5 separate regions of the Mus musculus genome follow, and all the other regions are linked to region 5. A link is a contact called in public HiChIP or PLAC-seq data. All regions are on one chromosome and are shown on one strand. Each heading gives the region's core, a stretch centred on a gene start, on an enhancer-like site or on the middle of the called end of the contact. The rest is flanking DNA. Distances are from core to core; before and after follow the strand shown. Region 1 overlaps Gm31718 (a long non-coding RNA gene). Region 2 has its middle 31 kb from the start of Gm51605. Region 3 has its middle 11 kb from the start of Gm31718. Region 4 overlaps Gm31718 (a long non-coding RNA gene). Region 5 has its middle 21 kb from the start of Gm31603.

Evidence for each region. HiChIP or PLAC-seq counts read pairs in DNA pulled down with a chosen protein or histone mark.
Region 1: an HNF4G HiChIP or PLAC-seq map of pancreatic cancer cells shows a contact between it and region 5. The contact joins two enhancer-like sites. A contact is called at or near these places in 1 of 15 datasets of contacts at CTCF or cohesin (the NIH/3T3 cell line), 7 of 484 Hi-C or Micro-C datasets (double positive thymocytes, embryonic stem cells, erythroblasts and 2 more) and 11 of 115 datasets of contacts at active chromatin or transcription factors (the HPC-7 cell line, effector CD8 T cells, embryonic basal ganglia and 8 more).
Region 2: a FOXA1 HiChIP or PLAC-seq map of pancreatic cancer cells shows a contact between it and region 5. The contact joins two enhancer-like sites. A contact is called at or near these places in 3 of 484 Hi-C or Micro-C datasets (nephron progenitors and uterus) and 2 of 115 datasets of contacts at active chromatin or transcription factors (microglia and pancreatic cancer cells).
Region 3: an H3K27ac HiChIP or PLAC-seq map of acute myeloid leukemia shows a contact between it and region 5, with 2.2 times the contacts expected there. The contact joins two enhancer-like sites. A contact is called at or near these places in 2 of 15 datasets of contacts at CTCF or cohesin (the NIH/3T3 cell line and large pre-B cells), 10 of 484 Hi-C or Micro-C datasets (B cells, the C2C12 cell line, CD8 T cells and 7 more), 7 of 115 datasets of contacts at active chromatin or transcription factors (the HPC-7 cell line, acute myeloid leukemia, double positive thymocytes and 4 more) and 1 of 9 other capture datasets (embryonic stem cells).
Region 4: a FOXA1 HiChIP or PLAC-seq map of pancreatic cancer cells shows a contact between it and region 5. The contact joins two enhancer-like sites. A contact is called at or near these places in 1 of 15 datasets of contacts at CTCF or cohesin (the NIH/3T3 cell line), 10 of 484 Hi-C or Micro-C datasets (CD4 T cells, double positive thymocytes, embryonic stem cells and 1 more), 6 of 115 datasets of contacts at active chromatin or transcription factors (embryonic stem cells, fibro-adipogenic progenitors, heart atrium and 3 more) and 1 of 9 other capture datasets (embryonic stem cells).

Annotation. Positions count from the first base shown.
Region 1 is chr8:126,866,410-126,870,979 of GRCm38.p6, reverse strand. All of the region lies in intron 1 of Gm31718 (a long non-coding RNA gene), which reads left to right. Among named protein-coding and RNA genes, the nearest start is that of A630001O12Rik, 20 kb to the right of the region's middle. Within about 2 kb of position 3,184, at least 100 of the 459 cell types and tissues checked have an H3K27ac peak or open chromatin away from gene starts, as enhancers often do. A contact at or near this core is called in pancreatic cancer cells, where this site is marked.
Region 2 is chr8:126,529,619-126,534,244 of GRCm38.p6, reverse strand. No RefSeq gene overlaps it. Among named protein-coding and RNA genes, the nearest start is that of Gm51605, 31 kb to the right of the region's middle. Within about 2 kb of position 1,759, at least 71 of the 459 cell types and tissues checked have an H3K27ac peak or open chromatin away from gene starts, as enhancers often do. A contact at or near this core is called in pancreatic cancer cells, where this site is marked.
Region 3 is chr8:126,917,473-126,921,628 of GRCm38.p6, reverse strand. No RefSeq gene overlaps it. Among named protein-coding and RNA genes, the nearest start is that of Gm31718, 11 kb to the right of the region's middle. Within about 2 kb of position 2,173, at least 161 of the 459 cell types and tissues checked have an H3K27ac peak or open chromatin away from gene starts, as enhancers often do. A contact at or near this core is called in acute myeloid leukemia and pancreatic cancer cells, where this site is marked.
Region 4 is chr8:126,882,648-126,887,074 of GRCm38.p6, reverse strand. The region is part of intron 1 of Gm31718 (a long non-coding RNA gene); the gene reads left to right. Among named protein-coding and RNA genes, the nearest start is that of Gm31718, 24 kb to the left of the region's middle. Within about 2 kb of position 2,249, at least 153 of the 459 cell types and tissues checked have an H3K27ac peak or open chromatin away from gene starts, as enhancers often do. A contact at or near this core is called in pancreatic cancer cells, where this site is marked.
Region 5 is chr8:126,706,095-126,710,703 of GRCm38.p6, reverse strand. No RefSeq gene overlaps it. Among named protein-coding and RNA genes, the nearest start is that of Gm31603, 21 kb to the left of the region's middle. Within about 2 kb of position 2,958, at least 48 of the 459 cell types and tissues checked have an H3K27ac peak or open chromatin away from gene starts, as enhancers often do. A contact at or near this core is called in acute myeloid leukemia and pancreatic cancer cells, where this site is marked.

The DNA of each region.
Region 1 (4,570 bases), core at 1,935-4,434, 160 kb before region 5:
TGCTTATCATGTCTCAGCTTATGGGCCTCCACATGCTCCTGGGGTACTCCAGGAGAGGCTCTACCACCTACGCACTCACAGCTGCTGTCCCCAGGACCTTCTTGGAACACCTCATCCCCTGTGGTCTTCTGCACCCCGACTTTTCCTGTTTCTTTTTTCTCTCTTGGCTTTTATATCTTATATTCTAATTCCTTACTTTGCGAATGCGAGTCAGAGAGTAAACTTCGGGAAGTATCTGAAAACAAATCCTTCCGGCTCTGTCAAGGGGAAAGGCAGTGGGTTAGAGAAAGAGCAGAGAAGATGGTTAGAGAGAGACACTGTGGAGAGTGTGCTGCAGCCCTGGTAAAGGGCAGGATTTGCGACGACTACAAAGGTGGAACAGGGAGAGGAGAGGGAGCAGTCCAGGCTGGGACACACTGCTTCTTTCATTGATGGACTGCTGCTCTCCCAGCTTGCCCCAGCCATTCTCATTCAAGCTTAGTTTTAAATAGCTGAACTACTCGGTGTGTGCGGCTAGGGGGAAGCTCAATTGCTTAAAGGGAGTGAATATCTCACTATCTCTCCATCACTATCTATCTATCTATCTATCTATCTATCTATCTATCTATCTATCATCTACCTACCTACCTATCAATCTATCATCATCTATCTATCTGTCTATCTGCCTATCACTCACTCAATCAATCAATTAATCTTCTATCATCTATCTATCTATCTATCTATCTATCTATCTATCTATCTATCATCTACCTACCTACCTATCAATCCATCATCATCTATCTATATGTCTATCTGCCTATCACTCACTCAATCAATCAATTAATCTTCTATCATCTATCTATCATCTTTCTATTTTCTATCATCTATCCATCCATCCATCCATCCATCCATCCATCCATCCATCTATCATCTATCTGTTTGTCTGTCTCTCTATCTGTCTCTGTCTCACTCTATTTCTGTCTCTCTGTCTCACTATCACTATCATCTATATCTCTATCTCTCTGTCTCTCTCTCTTTCTCTATCTCTCTATCTATTATCTATCTCTCTACCTCTCTAAATATCTATCTATCTATCTATCTATCTATCTATCTATCTATCTATCTATCTATCTGCAGTGCTAGGGAGGACTGAGCAGCACCCTAGCCTGGAAGAGGCTTTTTCCTGTGGGTCTCAGGCTCAGACTCTAGCTACCATCTTGTTCTCTCTGTGTTCACTTGGGGCTGTGTTGAGGTGGAGATTTTGGGTGACAGATCTATTTGTGTTGGAAAGTGGTGTTGGCAGGAAGGTTGAGGGCACCCACTTCTCCACAGTCCAACCAGTTTCCTGTCCAGCTTCCTTCTAGTGGCCCAGGGCAGCATTCCAGGAGGGCACAAGCAGAAGATATCAGGCTCAAAATCACATGCTATTAACTAACATGTGACTCCTTATGTATTCTTTTCCAGGGTCTCACTGTGTAACCTACGCTGGTCTCATTTATGCAATCCCCCTGTCTGAGTGAATGTTGAGATTACAGGCAGGTGCTGGAGATGTTACCTCTATTAAATTTTATCTGTTTTAGCCACTCGCAGTCTGGCTCCAATTCAGAGAGGTCCAGAAAGGAGCCTTTAACTCCTTCACCAAAAAGGAGTGATTTGTTGTTGCTTCCACAGAAGGGAACTAGCTCTTGTGTTTTCTGCATGGTGCGTTCCACTTGATCCTTAGTGTGGTCTTAGAAGGAGGTCTTTGAAGCAGAGTGGCCAGGGTCAATATTCAGCCTGTCTAAGGATCTGAAACCAGAAGGCAGAGGCTATGATGAAGCACCATGACCAAAAGCAAGTTAGGGAGGAAATGGTTTAGTTGGCTTGTTTCCACATCCCATCCATCACTGAAGGAAGTCAGAATAGGAAGTTAAACAGGGAAGGAACCTGGAGACAGGAGCTGATGCAGAGGCCATGGGGGCGTGTAACTTATTGGCTTGTTCCCCATGGCTGGCTTAGCCTGCTGCTTTCTTATAGAACCCAGGAGCACCAGCTCAGGACAATCAGCAGGGCCCTCCAACATCATTCACTAAGAAAATATTCTATAGGCTTGCCTACTGCCCAGTCTTATAGAGGCATTTCTCAATTGGGGTTCCTCCTTCTCAGATGAATGACTAGTTTTTGTCAACTTTACATAAAATTACTCAACACAGCAGCCCATCCTGAGCTTCCCTGTGTGTGTGCGTGTGTGTGTGTGTGACAGAGAGAGAGAGAGAGAGAATGTGTATGTGTGTTTGAATTTAAGTGTGTATGTGCATGTATGCATGCATATGTGTATGTGTATGTATGAGTATGTGTGTAATTGTGTATGTATGTGTGCGTATGTGTGTGTGCCCATGCATGTGTGTGTATGTGTGAGTATATGAGTATGTGTGTGTGAGTATAAGTGTATATGTGTATGCATGTGTGTATTTGTGTGTGTGTATATGTGTATGTGTGTGTATTTGTGTATATGTATGTGTGTGTATTTTTGTGTGTATGTGTGAGTGTATATGAGTGTACATGTGTGTAAGTATGCATGTGTGTCTATGTGTGTTATACACATGTTCAAATGGGTATCTTGTGTGTTCCCATGTACATGCATGTGTGTGCATTTGTGTTTGGAGGCCAGAGGCCATCCTTGAACATTGTTCCTTAGGAACCCTTCACTTGCTTTTTGAGGCATGGTTTCTCAAATGCTTGGGTTTGCCTATTAGGCTAAGCTGATAAGCCCCAGGGATCTTCCTGCCTCTACTTCCACCTGTCTCTGCTTTCCCAGAGCTGGATGACAAGCACATGCCACCACAGCCAGGTGCTGGGGATCAAAGTCAGATCCTCATGCTTGCATAGCAACCACTTTACTGATGGAGCCATCTCTCAGCCCCTGGGCTGCCTCTCCATAGCCAGGAGGAGATGTGGGCACTAGGTAGAGTCCGGGTCAGGGAGGAACAGGTCCTTTTATCTCTTTCCACCATCTGAGACACACTACCTGGAAGCCAGTAGGATGATGTAATCATAGACCTAGCAGGATGATGGCCGCTTCCTTGTGTGGGTGGGACCACCACATCACCAAGCCGGGGAATCCCATTGGTGACAACATAACATCTTTTGAGCTGACATGGCACCCAGTGGCCCCACACTGGCTCCGCGTGACAGAATCTCAGGGAGGCGTGTGCAGAGCTGGTGACAGGGCAGTCATCTGCAGTCACCTCCAGGGGACTTTGTGGTTGATTCTCTGATGATTCATTTCTGACCTGGTTTTAACACTGTGACTCAAAATGTACCACTTTCATTAAAAATAACATTCACTGGGGGCTAACGGCTTTCTGTTTTCTATGCTTCACTGTACGGTGTGACTTCTGTCTGGGAAGCTGGCAGGTGCAGGCGAAGGCTTCAGAGGGACCCGAACAGAATCTCGAGTGATGGCACTGGGCCACAGACTCTAAGAGGGCTTGATGCTGGTGTGTGAGTGTGTGAGTGTGTGTGTCCTGAAGCCTTCACTCTGAACCTCTAATAGGGAGCTCACATCGACTCCTCAGGAGCTCTTCCTAGACTTGTGATGCAGAGAAATGGGGGCTTCCTTCAGCCTGCAAAACAGAGAGGCCTCCCATTCCACCCAACTCACTCAAAGAGGGACATGGAGGGGGTGAGAGAGAGGAAGAAGCAGAGGGTAGGGGTGGGGGAACCCCAGCTGCCCGTGGGACTGCATCAAAACCTGCTGCTTTCTGTGAGACGCCCAGCCTTTCTGGTTTGGAAAGCCAAAGTTTTGGGCATCCTTTACCTCTTAACTTGAGGGGGGAAAAGCATAGAAAAATGCTCCCATGAGCATCCTTCAGGGTGGACGCCCCCTGGTGAGGCAGTCTTTTAGATTGTGCTCCTTCTTCCTTTTGTGTGTGTGTGTGCATGCGTATGGATGTTCATGTATGTGCATGCACATGTGTGTGCATGTATGTGGGGTCAGAGGCCAATCAGTCTCTCAGGTGCTGTCACCTTATTTTGAGATAGGATCTTTCACTAGGCTGGAACTTACTGAGTGGGCCAGGCTGGATGGCCATTAAACCCTGGGGTTGGTGGGGGGGGGGGAGGCCCAGCTGTTGGTTCCTCCCCAGTTGGAAGCTTACAAGCTGAGCCCCATGCCCTGCTTTTAAATTTAGGCTGTGGGGATCAAACATGGGTCCTCCTTCTTACACAGCAAGCACTTTATAAACTGAGCTGTCTCCTTAGTGCCTTCATTTGGAGTTTAATTTAATTTGATACTTTTTGAGACAAAGTTTCACTATGTAGCCCAGGCTGGCCTCAAACTTGCCCCAATCTTCTTGCCTCTCAAAATTGAGATTACAGGTTTGAGTTACCTTGCCTGATTAAATCTTGGGTTGTTGTTGTTGTTGTTGTTCTCCTTCTCCTTCTCCTTCTTCATGATATTAGAAATGTCAGAGTAGGGGAGAAGTACAACCAAGGGGGTGGGTGGGAAATGATTGTTTCACGATGACAGCAGCTAATTAAGAGACTGGTTGTTGTGTGGGGACAGTGCTGTAGCAATGTGAATATTATTTTCCAGAATGTTATGCTAAGA
Region 2 (4,626 bases), core at 510-3,009, 180 kb after region 5:
GTCAGTTCTCAAAGCAGCCTGTAAGAATATATCTGGACCCTCAGGTCTGAAATTAAAAAATAAAAAATAAGCAGAGGACTGGAGTGACTTGCCCCAGGTCACATGACCTGTGAGTGGGGAAGGCCAGAGTGGATGCCATTACAGGATCTGGATGCCAAGGGCTAATCTATGCATGATGCATGTGCCAAGCCCACTTTATGAGCTTAATATGTCTGGTTTATCTGATTTTCTAAATATGTCAGTGAGGAAGCCACCACCCATTAAAAGTCAGGAAAACTGAGGAGCACTGTATATATCACCTTGATGGTCGCTGGAGGTCTTGGTATCCATCTATCTCTTACCTCCAGCTTGACCCAGGCGCACTAGCTCAGTGGCACCCCTTGGTCCAAAGCTACAAACTGACCATCATCCAAGGAGACACTGCTGTAAACATGGAAAAATGGAAAACAGAAATTCTCAACATGGGCAGAGTTTCCGGAATGAGGCTCGGTCCCTGAGATCAAAATCACTCCTCAAGGTACCATATCCTAGCTTGCCAGGAAACTCTGAGTCTGCTGCCCCCAGGAATGTCCATCTTGACTCAAGGAGATCCCTTTAGATTCTGTCCCTATCTCTTGATCTTGATGATGCTTTCTCCAGGACCTTCCATATTGGAAAAGACACCCTCGACTGAGCACCAGGCCAGGTGCAACTCAGGGGACAGGAACTGAGATGGAGAAGAAGGTGGATTCTGCCCCCATCTCTTGAAGCCTGGTTCATAGAGCTGGGAGTGCAGCTCCCACATGCAAGGGTCCAGGCTTGAGATCTAACCCCCACCCACTCATTTACAGACAGATCCAGCCTGCTGTTCTGCACTGGCCTTTCCTCCTTACCCCAGCCTCTAGGTAGCACTTTAGATTCCAAGCTGACTCAGCACCTACTGAGGTCACAGCCTACAGCTCTGTGGATAAGAAATCAAGGACCCCAACCTGAACAGACAAAAGAATGGGGTGAGGGCAGCCATCTGGAAAGAGCTATGCCTACAAAGGCCTGAGAGGACAGGGGTTGGAGCAGATATGGTTCCCGGTGCCCTGCCAATGAGTACATGGCCCCCTGAATAAAACCTCTGTAGTTCTGGAGATCTTGTCGGACCTCTGAAAACAGTTGACCATGAGTCAGGGTCTTTAAGATGTTCCAAACAGGACCTAAGGCTGGTTCTTTGTTCAATACAGAGATTTCAGGTATGTGTGTGTGTGAGTGTGTGTATGTGTGTGTGCTAATGCATTATACATGTTCATATGCACATACATACATGTGTGTGAATGTGTGTGAAGGTCAGGGGTCTGTGGGTGCCTTCCGTATTTTACTGTTTTGAGACAAGTTCTCTTAATGAGCCTAGAACTCATCCATTAGGCTGAACTGACTAGCCCAGTGAACCTCCAGGAGATCCTGTCTTCATCTCCCCAGGACTAGGATTACAGGGGAATGTCATCATGTCTGGCTTTTTATATATATGTTCTGGAGATTCAGATTTACTCAGCAGACACTCTGACTGCTAGGCCATCCATCCCAGCCCTTCAAAGGATTTCTAGTCCATGTGAGAATCAGGAAGAAGTCTTTGAAACATCAACGGCATCTCATTCCCAGGGAGGAGAATTATCGGTCATGCAGGGTGGCATGGTAGGAGGCAAGGGGGGAAGTGATGAAGGGCTGGGATTAGGGCTCTCCCCAGGCAGATTTATGAATCACTGCTCCCTGCTGCGGCACAGTTCGTGGCTGCTTGCCCTAGCCTCTCTGATTTTAGCCTACCCGCCCAACCAGAGTATTGTAGCATGGCCACACCCACTACCTCCAGCAGGGAATCTGAGCTTCCTTATCCCTCTGCCCTCTGCAAACCAACTCTCTTCTTGGCTGGACCTGTTCAGAACGTCCTGGGTACCACATCAGGCTCTAACATGGGCTCTGGTGATAGGAACTCAGGTCCTCATATTTACACAGTAAGCACTTTACCCACTGAGCCACTGGCCCATGACATTTATCAGCAGTGTCTTTGAGTGTAATCATTTGTACTTGGGAGAGGTCCCCTCCAAGTGCCTGTCTGTGCTCTGAGGGGTGGGGCTTCAGAGCAAAAAGGGCTTTGACAAGTGCCAACTACAGATGCACAGGAGGATGAGTCCCGTCTTCTCCCTCTTGTCCTCGCAACCAGGGAGATGACAACAAGACATCTTAAACTCAAAAGTCAGTTACATCAAGGAAGTAGCTGGAGTTGCTTGCTTGTCCTTCTCACAGAGTTGCAGGAGCCGGTGGCAGCTCACAGGGTGAAAGTTGGCTTGTCAAACAAGCCCATTCAAGCTTGCAATACCGCTGTCATTTGCCCAATGGGCTTATGATAAAGAGCAAGATGGGGAGAAAAAAATCTGCCCAAAATAGTGCCCAAGAGAGATCTAAGTCAGGGCAGGACTGGGAGCCAGCACGGCCCACCCTGCTGGCCCTGCGGCCGCATGGCTGCCTGGAGGACCTGTTCTGACAGGGATGGCATGTTCCAGAGCAGTGACCTCACTTTTCAGCACCAAAGAGGCTTGGAGAGGAAGAGCCGCTGAGAGCCCATCTGTGAATCCCTGAAGAAAGCAAGGGAGAACAGAATTTACACTGCAAACTTGACTTTGCAAACAGCGTGTTGAGACAGCCCTGTGGGCAGACAGGGTTTGCTGCAGGCCTGGGACTCGCCCGAGGCTGATGCAGGCTGGAGAGTCATCTACAAAGAATACAAGGAATGTACTCACTTCTTTCTGGAGCCCATGTCAGTCCTTCCTTGCTCTCTTTCTAGGTCTTCACTATCTGCTTCCTTCTTTGGACAGAACTCTGGGGGCAGGAAAGAGAAAGCCAGAGCCTCTCAAGCCCAGGTGAAGACAGAGGCCACTCTGTCCATTCTGGGAGACCCTAGACCCTGGTGGTAGGTGCTGTGAATTAAAGGGTCATGTTCCTGGTCATGTCTGGAGCCATCTCTCAGGAGGCAAAAGGCAGGATGGCTTCTTAGTTCTTCACAAATGGGAAGTAGTGAGGTCACATCTGAATGCAACTTCAGCCCTTGATGTGATGAATGGCACTCCAACTGCAGTGCATGGTGCTCCAGCTGCAGCGCATGGTGCTCCAGCTGCAGGGCATGGTGCTCCAACTACTTGTATGGTGCTTTAGCTGCAGTGAATAGCACTCCAATTGCAGTACATGGTGCTCCAGCTGCAGTACATGGTGCTCCAACTGCAGTGCATGGTGCTCCAACCACAGTGCATGGTGCTCCAACTACAATACATTATGCTCCAACTACAGTACATGGTGCTCCAATTACAGTGCATAGTGTTCCATCTGAAGTGCATGGAGGTCTTGGTAGTGAGCCTCCTTGACATGTGGGTATCCTGAGTTCCAGTTTGTGGGTAAAACAGTGACCCTGCTAGGAAGTGTTCCTGATGGGAGACATAGTGGGATCTTGGGTCTTAGTCCAGTGTCACTCATGAAAGAAATAGAAATTTCCCAGCCTGCCCCAGAGGCAGTGGCTTTGGGTAATTGCAAGCTGTGTTCAAATTCCCAAGTGGATATTAAGGTCCCAATCTTCCCTGTTATTGTCCCTTCACCCACTTGTCATAAGGACGACAACTTATGTTATAGACTGGATTCCTCCTCCCACCCCCAGTGCTAGGAGTGAAGCCTGAGGCCTACCCCTAAGCTATGTCCCTAGCTCCATGAGCTAGGTCTTATTTTCTTAATTAGTGTGTGTGCTGTGTGAATGCATGTGTGTGTGTGTGTGTGTGTGTGTGTGTGTGTGTGATATGCTCAGTTGAACAGGATGATGTCAGGTGATACCATCTCGCCTTATTTTTTGAGACAGAGTTTCATTGGACCAGAAGCTCTGCCATTTTGGCCAGGCCGCCTGCCTAGTAACTTCCTAGGACTAGTCTGTCCCCAACACTGAGAATCAAGTCACAAATGGGCAGACCCAGCATTTTTGCATGGCTGCTGGATTTAAACTCAGATTCTCTTGCTTGCATAGCAAGAGCTGTCTTACCTTTTGAGCCATCTCCCTAGCCCACGAACCAGATTTTATTTAAAGTTTCAAATACTTTTCATTCATTCATTCATTCATTCATTCATTTTGTGGGGCATCTGAAAGCAGTGATGCATGAGTGGATGTCTGAGGACAATTTTTGTCTCTCTCCTTTTACCACGTAGGCTCCAATGAGTGAACTCAGGGTTTGGCAATCACCATGTCTACCCATGAACCATCTCTCCAGGCGCTGTGCTTATCTATCTGGCTACCATTAAATTTGATTTTTTGTTCTGCTCATAAACACTGCAAATGAAACAACGGGAGAGACCTCCAGGGCTGCAAGTTGGTGGCTTTCTTTTTATGATAAAGGTTCTGACTGGAGGTCTCTGCCCGAAGGTCTTCTCCTGGGGCCCCACTGCCTACAGTAAAAACAATCACAGGTGTTAAAACGATGTTGCTCTTTCCAGAGTCCACATCTTTCAACTGCGTCTCTGCCCACTGGCTAATTAGTATGCTCACCCTTTCAGCTGACCCTGCCCCCTCCCCTACTTTCAGTCTTTCACTTCACACACACAGCAAGCAGAGCAGTCCCAGGGGAAGCTCCA
Region 3 (4,156 bases), core at 924-3,423, 210 kb before region 5:
AGATGGCTCAGCACTTGAAAGGGCTGGCTGCCTTTCCAGAGGACCTGAAACCATTTCCAGCACCTATACAACAGCTCACACTTGTCTGTTACTCCAGTTTCAGGGGATCTGATGCCTTCTCCCTATCATCATGAGCAGTAGGAGTACACGGTCATGGTGCACAGATATACATACTCAAAAAATACCCATGACATAAAAGTAAAGGAAGAGATTCCTCTTTGTACTCGGATCATAGGTGTGTTGTCTCATGCCCAGCTGAGACGGTGGCTTTTGTACTGATTCTTACAGAGATGTCTCCTTGTGTGCTGATGTTCCCAGCAAGCACTTGTGAGTTTGCTTGCCTGAATGCATGGAATTGATTAGACACTGTGCACATGCCCGGATGTATACATCTCTGATTATATTGCCAGGGATTGGCATTTACCGAACAGTTCAGAGCTCTAGGCTGGGGGTGCTTCTGAGTCCCTAGGTAAAGTCCCAACCCTTTTTTCTCTCCAGGTAGCTCAGGCTGGCACAGACATCCTGCACTGGCTCACTGGGCCACTTGATGGCAGTGTGAGAATTGAGAAAAGAGGCTCTTGTCTTGCAAATCTTAGCAGCTCTCTCCCAGTGGCCACTTCTACCTCTGCAGCCACCCAAGCCAAACAGAAAGCTCTCTGCTCAGTCTACCGCTGTGCCCTGCCCCTTGGCCAGATCCAGGCCTCCACTCACAAGCTCTCCGCTCTCCCCTTTCCTGCCCCAAGCTGACAGCAGTCCCTCCTGGTTTTACTTCAGATTTTTGTGTTTTAATTTTAATGTAATTTTTTTTTTTTTTTGAGACCCGATCTAACTCTGTAGACCAGGCTGACTTTGAACTCGCAGAGATCCGCCTGTCTCTGCCGCCCAAGTGCTGGGGCGATACACATGTGCCACCGCCTTCGGCTCTTTGTTTTTAAAGTGTTGTCATCTGTGTGTTTCAGAGTCCCTGGGAAGAGGAGCAGAAAATATTATAAGAGCTGGTGGCTTTAGAACAAAAGCAGAAGTGCCTGAAATCCTTCTGGCCAGGGAGGTTGTTTTCTGGAAGAAGGAAATGGCAGAGAGGGCAGAGGAAAGGCAGAGGTTGGGGGGCCAGATCATATGGGGGTCACTACAGGAGGGTGGGGGGGCAGGGTGTGGGGACCTGCTGCTCCATTGTTGGGGAATCTGACACTGGGTTGCATCTTAAAGGCTGTCAGTTCTTGCCTCCCAGCTCTGGTGACAAAACCCTGCTGGAAGGGTTAAGGGCATCAGCACAAGGGCTGGCCTCTGGTTTGTAAACTGGCCTACCAGCCTCCCTCCCTCCCTCCCTCCCTCCCTCCCTCCCTCCCTCCCTCCCTCCCTCCCTCCCTCCCTCCCTCCCTCCCTCCCTCCCTCCTTCCCTCCTTCCCTTCCTACCTGCCTGCTTGCCTGCCTTTTGTTTCTTTTCTGAGACAGGGTTGGTTTCATGTAGCCCAGGCTATCACTAAACTCCTGATCTCTCTTCTTCCACCTTCTGAATGCAGGGATGATAGGTACCTACCATCACACTTGACTAGTTTCTTCCTCCCATAGGCAGATGGGATGGCCAGGCATGCTAGGAGGCTGAGGCAAATGAATTGTAAAGGGTTAGCTTAGGCTACACAGTGAGTTCAAGGGCCAGCCTGGTTTTAAGAGTGAGGCCCGGTCTCAGCCATCACCTCCACCCTCACAAGAGAGATGCGTGTGAGAAGGCCGAGGGAATCCACAAGTTGCCCACATCTTTCTCCCAAGACTTAGGCTGACAGCACTGCCCTCCCACCTAAGGAGATCGCAAGGAGATAGGCTGTGGCTCCTAAGGAATTTGCTGTGGGAAAAAATATTTCTCCAAACGATGACCAGGAAATATTGTCCTGACCAAGGTTGCTGCATGTGCTATCTTGGAAGCATGAGCTGAGGACTGAGTGCTATGTGATCTTCAACAGGGCCCAGTTCTCAGGCTCAGAACAGCCACCCCACACAGGCCACTAAGACCTCACTATCTCCCTTGGTTTACATTGCCATGCTCTCCTGTAGGACAGCCTTGACCTTGAGCAGGACCTAGGCTGGCTGGCTCAGCCTGTATGGAGGTGGGAGGCCACTCTCTGCTGACTCAGACCTGGCCTAGGGCAAGTTCATGCCTCCAGCCTGTGAGTAACACACTGGTGTTTCAGCTTCAAAGGCCTTCCCAGGATTAACCAATTAGTCACCCAGGAGAGCCACAGTGCGGGTTACTGTTGTCTTCACTAGGCTGGAACTGAGGGAGGGAGGGAGTAGGATCTCACTGCAGAGCAGCAGCAGCAATGAGGTGTAGGGTGTCCCACAGCGTGGGAGGGACAGGATGAGGCAAGATGGAGTTGGAGCTGATCACTGAATGAGAGTGAGAGACCTGGGGGAAGTCTCCGGGTCGGGGAGTGGGGGTTCTGGAGAGTCATGGTTCCATGCAAGGAACATCCTTCTTGGGACTGGGGAGATGGCTCAGCAGGTAAAGTGTTTGCTATGTTAGCTTAAGGACCTGAGTTCAGATCTTCCACAGATTACAGATCTTCCACACCCATATAAAAAGCTGGGCTTGTTGGGTCACATGCCTGTGACCCCAGAGCTGGGGCTGAGACATGGAAGACAAGAAGAGCTTTAGAGCTCTCTGCCCAGCTAGTTTAGCCAAAGCAGTGATGTCTAGGTTCAGTGAGAAAGTGTTGCACAGTAGAGAAAGGCTCTAAAGTCAGTGTCTGGCTTCCATCCACACACGCACACAGATGAACACACTTAAACACACACACATGCACAGATGAACTCATTTGTACACACACATACACACACTCATACAGATGAACTCACACACAGATGAGCTCACACACTCTCACACACAGATGAACTAACTCACACACACACACATACACAGATGAACACACTTACACATGCACAGTTAAGTTATACCCATAAGCATACACTGACACAGATGAACTCACACACACATGCATGCACTCTCACACACACATACACACAGATGAACTTACACATATACACACCTACACACATGCACACACACACATACAAGCATACACACACAGGTACTCACACATGCACACACACACACATGCACACAGACATGCATGCCCGGACACACATGCATGCATGCACACACATGTGCACACACAGATGAACTCACTTCCACACACACTCACATGCAGAGGAGGGAGGAAGAGGGGGTGTTGGTAGGGGAACTGGCCCATGAGGGCCACCATGTGTTCTCACCATTGCAGCCCAAACTTATCCTGCCCTTCTGAGCCTTCCTGGCAACTGTAGCAGGAATCTTGGAACAGTTTTTGGTGTGTGTGTGTGTGTGTGTGTGTGTGTGTGTGTGTGTGTGTGTCTGAGAGGGGGGGGGAGGGGAGGGGGAGAGAGGGAGAGAGAGAGATTCTTTTGGTGCAGGGAGAAACTTTTGAACCTTTGAGAGAGTATTTCACATATCCTAGGCTGACTTTGAACTTGCTCTGTCTGTAGATGGCCATAGTCTTGAATTCTTGATCCTTCTGCCTTCACCTCCTGAGTGCTGGGATTACAGGCGTGTGCCATCACATTCAGTTGAGTGTGAGGATTTGGGGACTGAGGGATCATAAAGACCTGCCACTCAAGTATCTTGCACATAACTATTGTAATATGGCCACACATGTGTCCCCCTCAGGTACGTAGTGAAGAAGGTGGGGTTCTTAGAGGAAAGTTAGTGTCTTGGAAGCTGATCGGACAAGCCCTTCTGTGAAGTCTCTCCACAGCTGCTTTTTATAACCTTGGCATCAGCATGAGCTTGGCAATGCCAGCACAGTGTAGCTGGAAAATATTTTCTGCCATTTGAAAACACACACACACACACACACACACACACACACACACACACACACTTGGAAAGGGGAAGAAGGGGGGAAAAGAACCCAGCCAACAACAAACAGAAGTTGTGAATGGTACAGAATGTCTTTGTGGAGTGCTTCCCACCCCCATTACTGCTCCAGTTCATTTTCTCTGCTGCCGATTTTAGAAGGTCAGAAGTCATTGTTGTTGTTAGGCTTTGCCAGTAGAAATGTAACTCTAAGAGAAGAGTCATGTCATAGGCTGTGGCCAGAAAGCCTTTGGAAAGCTGCTCTGGTGG
Region 4 (4,427 bases), core at 1,000-3,499, 180 kb before region 5:
TCCCCCTTCACAAGAACTCAGCTACTCTCTGCTCCACCAAGAAGTTGAGCTGTTTCCATTGGGCTCTGTACAGCCAGCAGGCTTGAACAACCCCAGTTCCAAGCTCTTGGAAGGCTAACTCTGCTTTTCTTTTTTATTTTCCTTTAAGATCCAGCCGCCAAATTCACGTTCCCTTGCTCAAGGCTGGAAAACCTGGCAGGCTCACACTTTTCTGCAGCTCTTAGGAAACAGCCTGGCCAATGGTCACTTTAAATGGAAAACAGTCCCAACTCAGAATTTCAGTGTTTGGGCCAAGATGTTAGTCAGAACTCTAAATTTTAACATCTCATTCCCTTCCCCGCTCCAGCTGAGCCTGCTTAGGCCTGCATGGGAAAGGGGCAAGGCTGGTTGTCCCCCAGACCCTTCTTGTCTGGCTCTGTTTCCCATTTCCCTGCTTAAAAGGTTGGAGGAAGGCAAGGGGCCAAAGGGCCAGGGCAGTCCTATGGGGTGGAGAGGGTTTGAAGGGGGTGGCATTTTTGAGTATGGCTGAAGTAGATACCTGCCCCCGGCCCTTCTCTAACCCCCTTCTGTGTGGCCACTCGAGACCTTTTCTACCTTCATCTTCTTCCTGTGCTGGGAATGGAGCCCAGGTCTTTGGCTAGGCAAGGGCTCTGCCACTGTCTGGTATTGCCAGCCTTTCTTACTGAAACAAGGTCTCATTGGGCTGTCCTTGAATGTACTCTGTAGCCCAAGTATGCTTTGTGTTCATTTTCTTCCCGCCTCAGCCTCCAGAGTAGCTAGGATGGTAGGTCTGGGTCTCTAGACAGGGCTTACCTGTGGTTCCTCCCTGTGGGGTTCCTACCTTTTCTGGTAGCTCCATGACTCAGGCACTCAGTGGTCCATACTAGCGTTCTCTCTTGACCCAGACCCTGACTAGACTGGCCCTGACAAGCACTGAGGCAGAAATTGGCCCAACCCAACACTTGCTTCTGGTTCTGACACTCAAGCAGGTAGTCGTCAGCTTCTGTATAATGAATGATGTCCTCTTGGCTGCTGTCACAAAGAGACATAAGACAGCAGTTTGTTCTCTCGCGGTTCTGGAGGGCAGAAGTTTGACGGCACTTTCGTTTGGCTGTGTCCACGGAACTGCATTCCCTCCAAGGATCCAGGGAAGGACCCACTTTGATCCCTTCCAGCTGGGGGTGGGTGGGGTGGGGTGTTGTCTGCCATTGATTAGTTTGTGGCCTCAGCTCCTCAACCACCACTTCCCTTAGGCTCCTGTGTTTGAACGCTTGGTTGCCTACAGATGGCGCTGTTTGGGAGGTGTGGAAACTTCAGAAGGTAGAGCAGCTCAGCTGGAGGGAGTGGCTTGGTGAGAGTGGGAGTGGTGGTGGACTTTAAGTTTTAAGAGCTACCCTCTTCTGGTTTATGTATGAGGTGTCTTCGTCTGCCCATGCTCCCATGCTTGGTCAGCAGAGACCTTCTTGCTCGAAGCTCTGGAGGCTGGAAGGCTGAGGTCAACGTTTCTGTGAGGTTCCTTTCTCCAGAGGCTTTTCGCTGTGGTGCTTTCTGACTGCGCGTGGGATGTGACTATCCACCTCACGATTGTGCCGCCACAGTGGCAAGCCACCTTTGCCTCCTGCTCTCCTTCCCCTCTGTGGTGGATTGTATCCTCTCGACTGTGAGCCAGAATAAACCTTTCCTCACCGAAGCTGCTTTCAACAGGTATTCTGTTGCTTTCAACAGGTATTCTGTCACAGCAACTAAGGAAGTAATTGATACACTTGGCCTCTGTCTTTTTGTTTGTTTGTTTTGTTTTTGTTTTGTTTTGTTTTGTTTTTTTTTTGTTTTTGTTTTTCCGAGACAGGGTTTCTCTGTGTAGTCCTGGCTGTCCTGGAACTCACTCTGTAGACCAGGCTGGCCTCAAACACAGAAATTCGCCTGTCTCTGTCTCCCAAGTGCTGGGATTAAAGGCGTGTGTCACCACTGCCCGGCCTCTGTCTTTTAAGTACACAAGTCATTGTATATGGGGGCTTTTGCCCTTCTCAGTTGTGAGGCACCTGGGATAACTGTTCTATCTCACAGTCCTTATTCGTATTTGCAAAGACCCATTTCCTTAGAAAACAAAACCAACCAACCAACCAAACAAACAAACAAAACCCCCACCAGATTCCTCACATTTACAGGCCTCAGGGACCTTTGCCAGCCTACTGCAACCCTATTTAGACTCTGAGGTCCTGGCTGGCAAAGGGCCTAGTCTTCTCTGCTCTCATTAAAGGGCATCCTGGGGTAAGCTCTGCCACAGTCTGATGTGCAGGGACAGTCCCCACTTCCCTCTAGGGAGCATGGATTTCTCCACAGACACATTCCTCAGAAGAGCCTCCCCTCAAACTCTGACCCCCAAGTGGCTGGCACCTTCCATTCTACAAGGGAAGGGGAGGGTGCGTGGCGGCTCCAGACTCTACCCTGCTGCAAGGGATGTGGCATGCTCTGTCCAGTCTGTCACCTTTACTATGGGGATATTGGTGGTGATGATGCCCAGATTTGTAACCTGGGCTGTGCAAACACCAGGGAACACAGAGAGGGACCACCAGGAGGCTGTGATCAGCCACAACTCACCCCCTCACAAGCCTGCCCCCCCAACCCCCCAAGTTTCCAGGCTTGCGTTTGTGCTCCTTGAGCTATGCCGTTTGTTCTCCCTCGTGGCTGACCTCATTCTGTTTTCTTTGCCAGTGGTTGAATGACGCAGGCACTGCCATGTGACCATGAGATGCTAATGACAAGCAAGGCAGACACAGACATCCTTCTTGGGGCTTGCAGCTCATGAGGTGTGCTGAACCAGAACTCTCCTGCTCTGTGACTTAGCAGTCTGTGATTTGATAAGGAGGCCCTGCGTGTATGAGTGCCGCCGAGACGGACAAGCTGGCTTGGGAACAAAACACACTTATGTTTTAAAACTCGGTCCAGCTTTTTGGGGAGCGGGGGGGTGGGGGTGGTTAGAGGGAGGAACAGATTTGTTTGGGAGGCCCTGGAATGTTCAGATAATAAATCCCTTTATCTCTTCCTCCACCTTAGCAATGGAAATGAGCAGCCTGTCTCTGGGAGGCTAAAGGAAGGATTTTTTTTTTTTTTTTTTTAAAGCACCAGCCTTGGGCTAAATCCCTAAACCAGTGTACAGGGCTGGATATGGTAACCTTCATTCCCAGAGTTCCACGGGGGAAACTGCATCTTCTAGAAGAGGAGCTAAGAAGCGTCAAGGGTGTGCAAAATGGCAGTCATCAAAGGCTGAGCTCGCTCAAGGGTCTTACAGAGTGTCTGGGTTACTACTTTCTTTTTTTGAGGTGTTTCTATCACTCCAAGCCTTCCATCAATGACTGAACACAAATTTCAAGTCTTCTCCTAGTCTGTTACCTTTTGTATGTGTGGGTGCACATGCACGTGTGCAGGTAAGATGCATGGGTGCAGAGGATGACCTCAGGTGTTATATCACAGGCGCCAGTCGTCTTTTTGTTCTGAGGCAGGGTCTCTCACTGGCCTGGAAATCATCTAGCAGGTTAGGCTAGTGAGCTTCTCTGGGTCAGGCTGATCTCTACCTCCCTAGCACAGTAGTCATCACCACACTCAGCTTTTTTTAAAATGTGACTTCTGGGAATTGATCTCAGATCCTCATCCTTGAGTGACAGGCACTTGAACAATTAAGCTAGCTCCTTGGTCCTCATCAGATTCTTGGTTCTCTGAACCAATTTACTATTGCTTTAAATGAGGATCTTGTCTGGTGCCTTTTATTTGGGTAACTGAGGAAGATTTGGGGACAATCTGAGAGGCAGATTCCCTTCAGCATGATCAGACTGGATTAGGTACTAAGGCTCCCATAGCAAGACTGCATAGACCAGGTAACTTAAAAAGCAAACATTGATGTCTCAGAGCTTTAAAATGTACACACCACTCATGCAGTTGATTCTTGGTACTTGGGCCAGGTGTCTCACAGTTGCCTATAATTCCAGCTCCAGTGGATATGACACTTTCTAGGACTTCCATGGGCACTGCACTGATGTACACAAATCCACAGACAGGCAGGCAGGCAGGCAGACAGACAGACAGACAGACAGACAGACACATATATCCTATCATACTTCTGGGCATTGAGAAGAGTGTTGGCAGAGCTGATTGGTTCTCTTGAGGCCTCTCCCCTTGGCTTGATACTAGCTGTGGTGTCCTTGTGTCTCCATCTGGCCTCTATGTACACCTGTGTGATGGTTTGAATATGCTTGGCCCAGGGCATGGCACTATTTGGAGGTGTGGCCTTGTTGGAGTAGGTGTGTCACTGTGGGCATGGGCTTTAAGACCCTCATCCTAGCTGTCTAGAAGTCAGTATTCTGCTAGCAGCCTTCAGGTAAAGATATAGGACTCTCAGCTCCTCCTGCTCCATGCTTGCCTGGACTCTATCA
Region 5 (4,609 bases), core at 1,709-4,208:
TTGGGAAGTCCCACACTAAACTTTCTGAGTTCCTACTAGGTGCCAAGAGTAGTGCTAGGTATGAGGTTATTGTAAAATCTCTGGCCAGTTATTAGAAAGTTATCATTTTTGCTTATTAATATGCAAAAATGAGCACAAATATCCACTGATGTTTATTTATATAAGTTTTCTCACTACAGTGAGAGAGTCTCTGCTTGGGCCCCCTGAGCTGCGGCTGGAACCCTGGCCTAGGGCTCTCCTCCTGATCCCAGGTCTTAGGGACCACACAGTGTGGGCCTGCAAGCTGGAAGCCCTGGGATTACTTCTCTTAGTCTTAGCCAGACCTCCAGAGCACCCTTGGAGCAAGCTGCAGGCCCTGCCAAGACCTTGGCTGGGTCTCCTTAGCATGACAAGCTTGCATCAAAGCTTTTATCTCATTTGCCTTGTGAAATCCCTCCAGGTGGGATCATACCATAGCAGGTATGAGGAGGGGGTCTCGGGGGAGCCTGTCCCTCATGCTGGTTATGGCTGGGGTAAAAGAAGGCCTGGGCCTGTGACTTAGAATTCTCTGGATACCATAAGCTGAGAGATTTTTTACACGGAGACAGGCAGGAGTGGTCCACTGGTGGATTTCCACTGGAGAGAGGGAAGGGATGGTCCCAAGCATTACTTATACCGTGGCTTCTGGCAGTCTGATAGAGAGCAGAGGCTTCCAGAAAATGTAGGTAAGGAGGCTTCTGCTCCCTTGGAAGGGGTCTATTGTGTTGATTGCTGGGAAACATGATCAATCGACTTATATTTTATTGCTATGTGCACGTATCTGGTGTGTGCATGTATGTACGTGTGTCCATGTTTATGTGGTGTGTGTATGAATGTGTGTGCATGTGTACATGTCTGTACATGTGTGTGTAAGCAATGTGTGTATTGCAAATGCATGTGCATGTGTGCATGTAAGTGGTGTGTGTGTATGTTCATGTTTGAGTGATATGTATGACCATGTTTGTGTGGCGATGTATGTGTGTCCATGTCTATGTGGTGGGTGTGCGTGTATGTGAGTTCATGTTTGTTTGGTATATGGATGCACATGTGTGTGTGTGTGTCCATGTTTGTATGCTGTGTGTGTTTGGCAAGAGGAAATGCAGAGTGATGAGAACTGAGCTGAGTGATGCTAGTGTAAGGATTAGCATAGTACAAACACACTCACACACATATGCACACCACACAACCATACACATACCACTTATACACATATATACATGCCACACATCCCACACACATATACATACCACTTACACACATATATACACACTGCACACACACATATACATACTCATGAGTGAACTCATGCAAAGATTCTGTGTCTCTAGCCTGAACTGAGTGATGCTAGGGTGGTTGCTGGGCTGAGGGATGGCACTGAAGTCAGTGCTGAGAGGCTGTTGCTTAGCCAAGTGCTAACAGGATGGGTACTGAACTGAGTCCTGACTGGGCGGGCCCTCCAGGCAAGTTTCCATGCTGTCTAGGGAACTATTCTTGTCTGGGGAGCCTTGAGCAGCCCAGTTCCCTGGGTCTACATGTAGCAGAGGGTAGAAGCAGCTGGTGTTTAGGACCATGCTTTAGAATTTGCCAGGCCCCAAATGTGTCCTTTCTCTGTGCCCTGGATTCCTCTGCGTTTATGGAGTGATCTCATTTAAATGGCTTGTTGTTCTTCCTCCTAACCCACAGGCAGCTGTTAAGATGCAGACAGCAAGGAAGACACCCCCAGTTTCAGTCCCTAGGGCTCTGTGGGATGGACACTAAGGTGAGCTGACTCCCTTGAAGGACTCAGGAGGCTGATTCCAGCAGTGAAGCCCAGTGTATGTGGTCTGTCCTCACACCACACCTGACAGCAGTGTAAATTCTTCTAACTCAAGGGACACTTGGTCTTTATTTGAGACAAGTCATTAGATTGGAAGAGCTAGTGAGCTCCTTGGCACCTTCCAGAGTAAATGTTGAATGGATGAATGGGCTCATTAACATCTTGCTTTGAGGTGTAGTCTCATGTGCTGTGTAGTCAAGAATGACCCGGGGTTCCTGATCCTCCTGCCTCCCAAGTGCTGGAATCACATATGTGTTTGCACACATATGGTTTAGGTGGTGCTGAGACTTAAACCAGGGGCTTCCTGCATGCTAAGCAAGCACTCAGCCAACTGAGCTGCATACCCAGACCTGGCCATTAGCAGTTCAGAATCTTCTGCCAGCCTTGTTAGCTCCATGGGCTCTCTAAAAGTACAGAGAACTCAGTGAGGTGCTTACAGGATCTTCTTCTCCAACTCTCTGTGTTAGCTATACTCCAGGAGTTCTCTAAGAAGCAGGAGAAAGATGTATACGTAACCTCCTATGGACACACAAAGAGATACACAGATACATACACACACAGGCACACACACACACAGATACATACACACACAGACACACAGAAAGAGACGCATATACACAGAGACACACACACAGATACATACACACAGAGATATATCCACACAGACACACAGGCAAACACACAGATACATATACATACAGACAAAAGACACACACACAAATCCTGTGCCCCTAGCCTCTGGGAAATACACTGGCTAATTAATTCTCTCAGGCAACTTTCTGGCCTAGGCTGGCACTGCTTGAGCTCAATCTAAAATGGGTTTGGTTCATGTTGGCAGCTGCAGGCATCACAGACTTCACATGTGTGGGGCAGATGTGGCGCCTCTGGGAACTCACTTGCTGGTGGGCAACAATTGTGGAGGAGAGCCCCATACTATCCAACTTCTTTTCTTTAACTTTCTAGATCTGAGAGCCCATCTGGATTCTTCCTCAGGGTCCCGAGGCATCTGGGAGGCAGCAGTGGAAGGGGACAATTGCACACACTGTTTCTGTGTCTGCTTAGTGTGGAAACCTCTCCACCGTGTTATCTTGTGTAATACCCACAAGCCCTTGCCAGTGGGGAACGCTGTTCCCATTTCACAGTGAGCAAACAGTAGCTCCCAGATGCTAAGTGACAAGTGACAGCGTTGCATGAGTCTGAACTGAGACAGGCTTTTAGTAAGGGGTGACTTGGGAACTTGGGCAGTAGCCAACATCTCCAGGGACAAAAGACCTTTGTCTTTTCTTAAACCTGTCACCTTGCCAGGCCTGGTGACACAGGTCTGAATCCAGTTGCTTGGGAGACTGAGGCAGGAAGACTATATGTCCAAAGTCTGCTTAGGCTGTAAAATGAGCTTATAGACAGTTTGGAAACTAAAGAGACTATGCAGGCCCCGGGGATGTGGCCCAGTGGTACAGTATTGCCTAAAGGCCCTGGGCTCGCTCTCTCTCTCTCTCTCTCTCTCTCTCTCTCTCTCTCTCTCTCTCACACACACACACACACACACACACACACACACTTGAAACAAAACAAACAACTCACGTACCCAGAAAGGCCAAGCGGGATAGATTCCCCAAATGGAGCCTGGCACCACAGGTCCCCAAACACCCCCACAGCACTTAAAGTCACCAACTTCTAAAAGCACCCACACAATCTGGGCTAAACCCTGGGTTCCCATTTCAGTTGACTTTGAAATATCCAGGGAACAAGGCCCAACTTATTTTAAGTTCCAGCTAATGTTTTTCAGGTTCCAAATTACAGACTACTAGTGTCTAATGGGGCTGTCTGGATGCAGGATGCTTCCCACAGGCCACTCTGGCTTCCCTACTGGATCTATGATATGATATTGTATTCAGAACAGTCATGGATTTGGGTCTGCACGGGAACACGTGTTCAGAGACCAAAAAGTCGCCAGTGAACATTGTGTCCCAGAGAACAACAACAACAAAAGAACAAGACACAAGTTCAGGAACACAGGACTGTAAACAGGTGAGCCTCCTCCATCCCTGCCACCATGTGGGTGGGTCAAGTGTCCCTGGGAGAGATGCATGCACATAGATCTGGGAGTTTCAGAGAATCTTCATACCCATGACTCCTCTGAGACCCATGTGTTTCACTGGGCCTATCTGATAAACGAAGAACCCAAGCACTGATAGATTAGGGGTCACCCAAGTCCCAGATCCAGTCATGAAGATGAATGACTTGTTCCCTTTCAGATCTGAACTCATCTACTTCACGATGTGTGCTGCCTCTCAGGACAAAAGGCTGAAGTGTCATGGTCGGATCCCTGGCCTGGAATGCAACCTCAAGGCCCCAAAGAACAGGAGCCTCAGTTTGCCAGATGCCTCGTGGCAGCCACAGTGTCCCCTTGGAGGAAGGGAGTTGCATCTGTGGCAACCCTGTGGAAAGAAGTGGCTTTTGGCAAGCTATGTGTAAGGTCACTTGTTGACAGTGTGGTGACCGAGATGGGGAGGAGACAGGGTGAGGCAGAGCCCTGGCTGAGCAGTCCCAGACATCTGCTTCGGAGCCATGGATAGGATCGAGCCTCTACGATCCTTGCGCACAGTAGAAGAAGGATGGCCCTGTGGTGGAGTGTGGGGACAGTGGGGTACTTCCTGAGGCCAGTGTTCTTAGAGTGTAGCTGTGCACATCCTGGTGACTGTCACTTGTGTGTAATATATAGTCAGTGGCCTCAATGCCATTCTTAGCTATATAGCTCATGGTGGTACTGCCCTG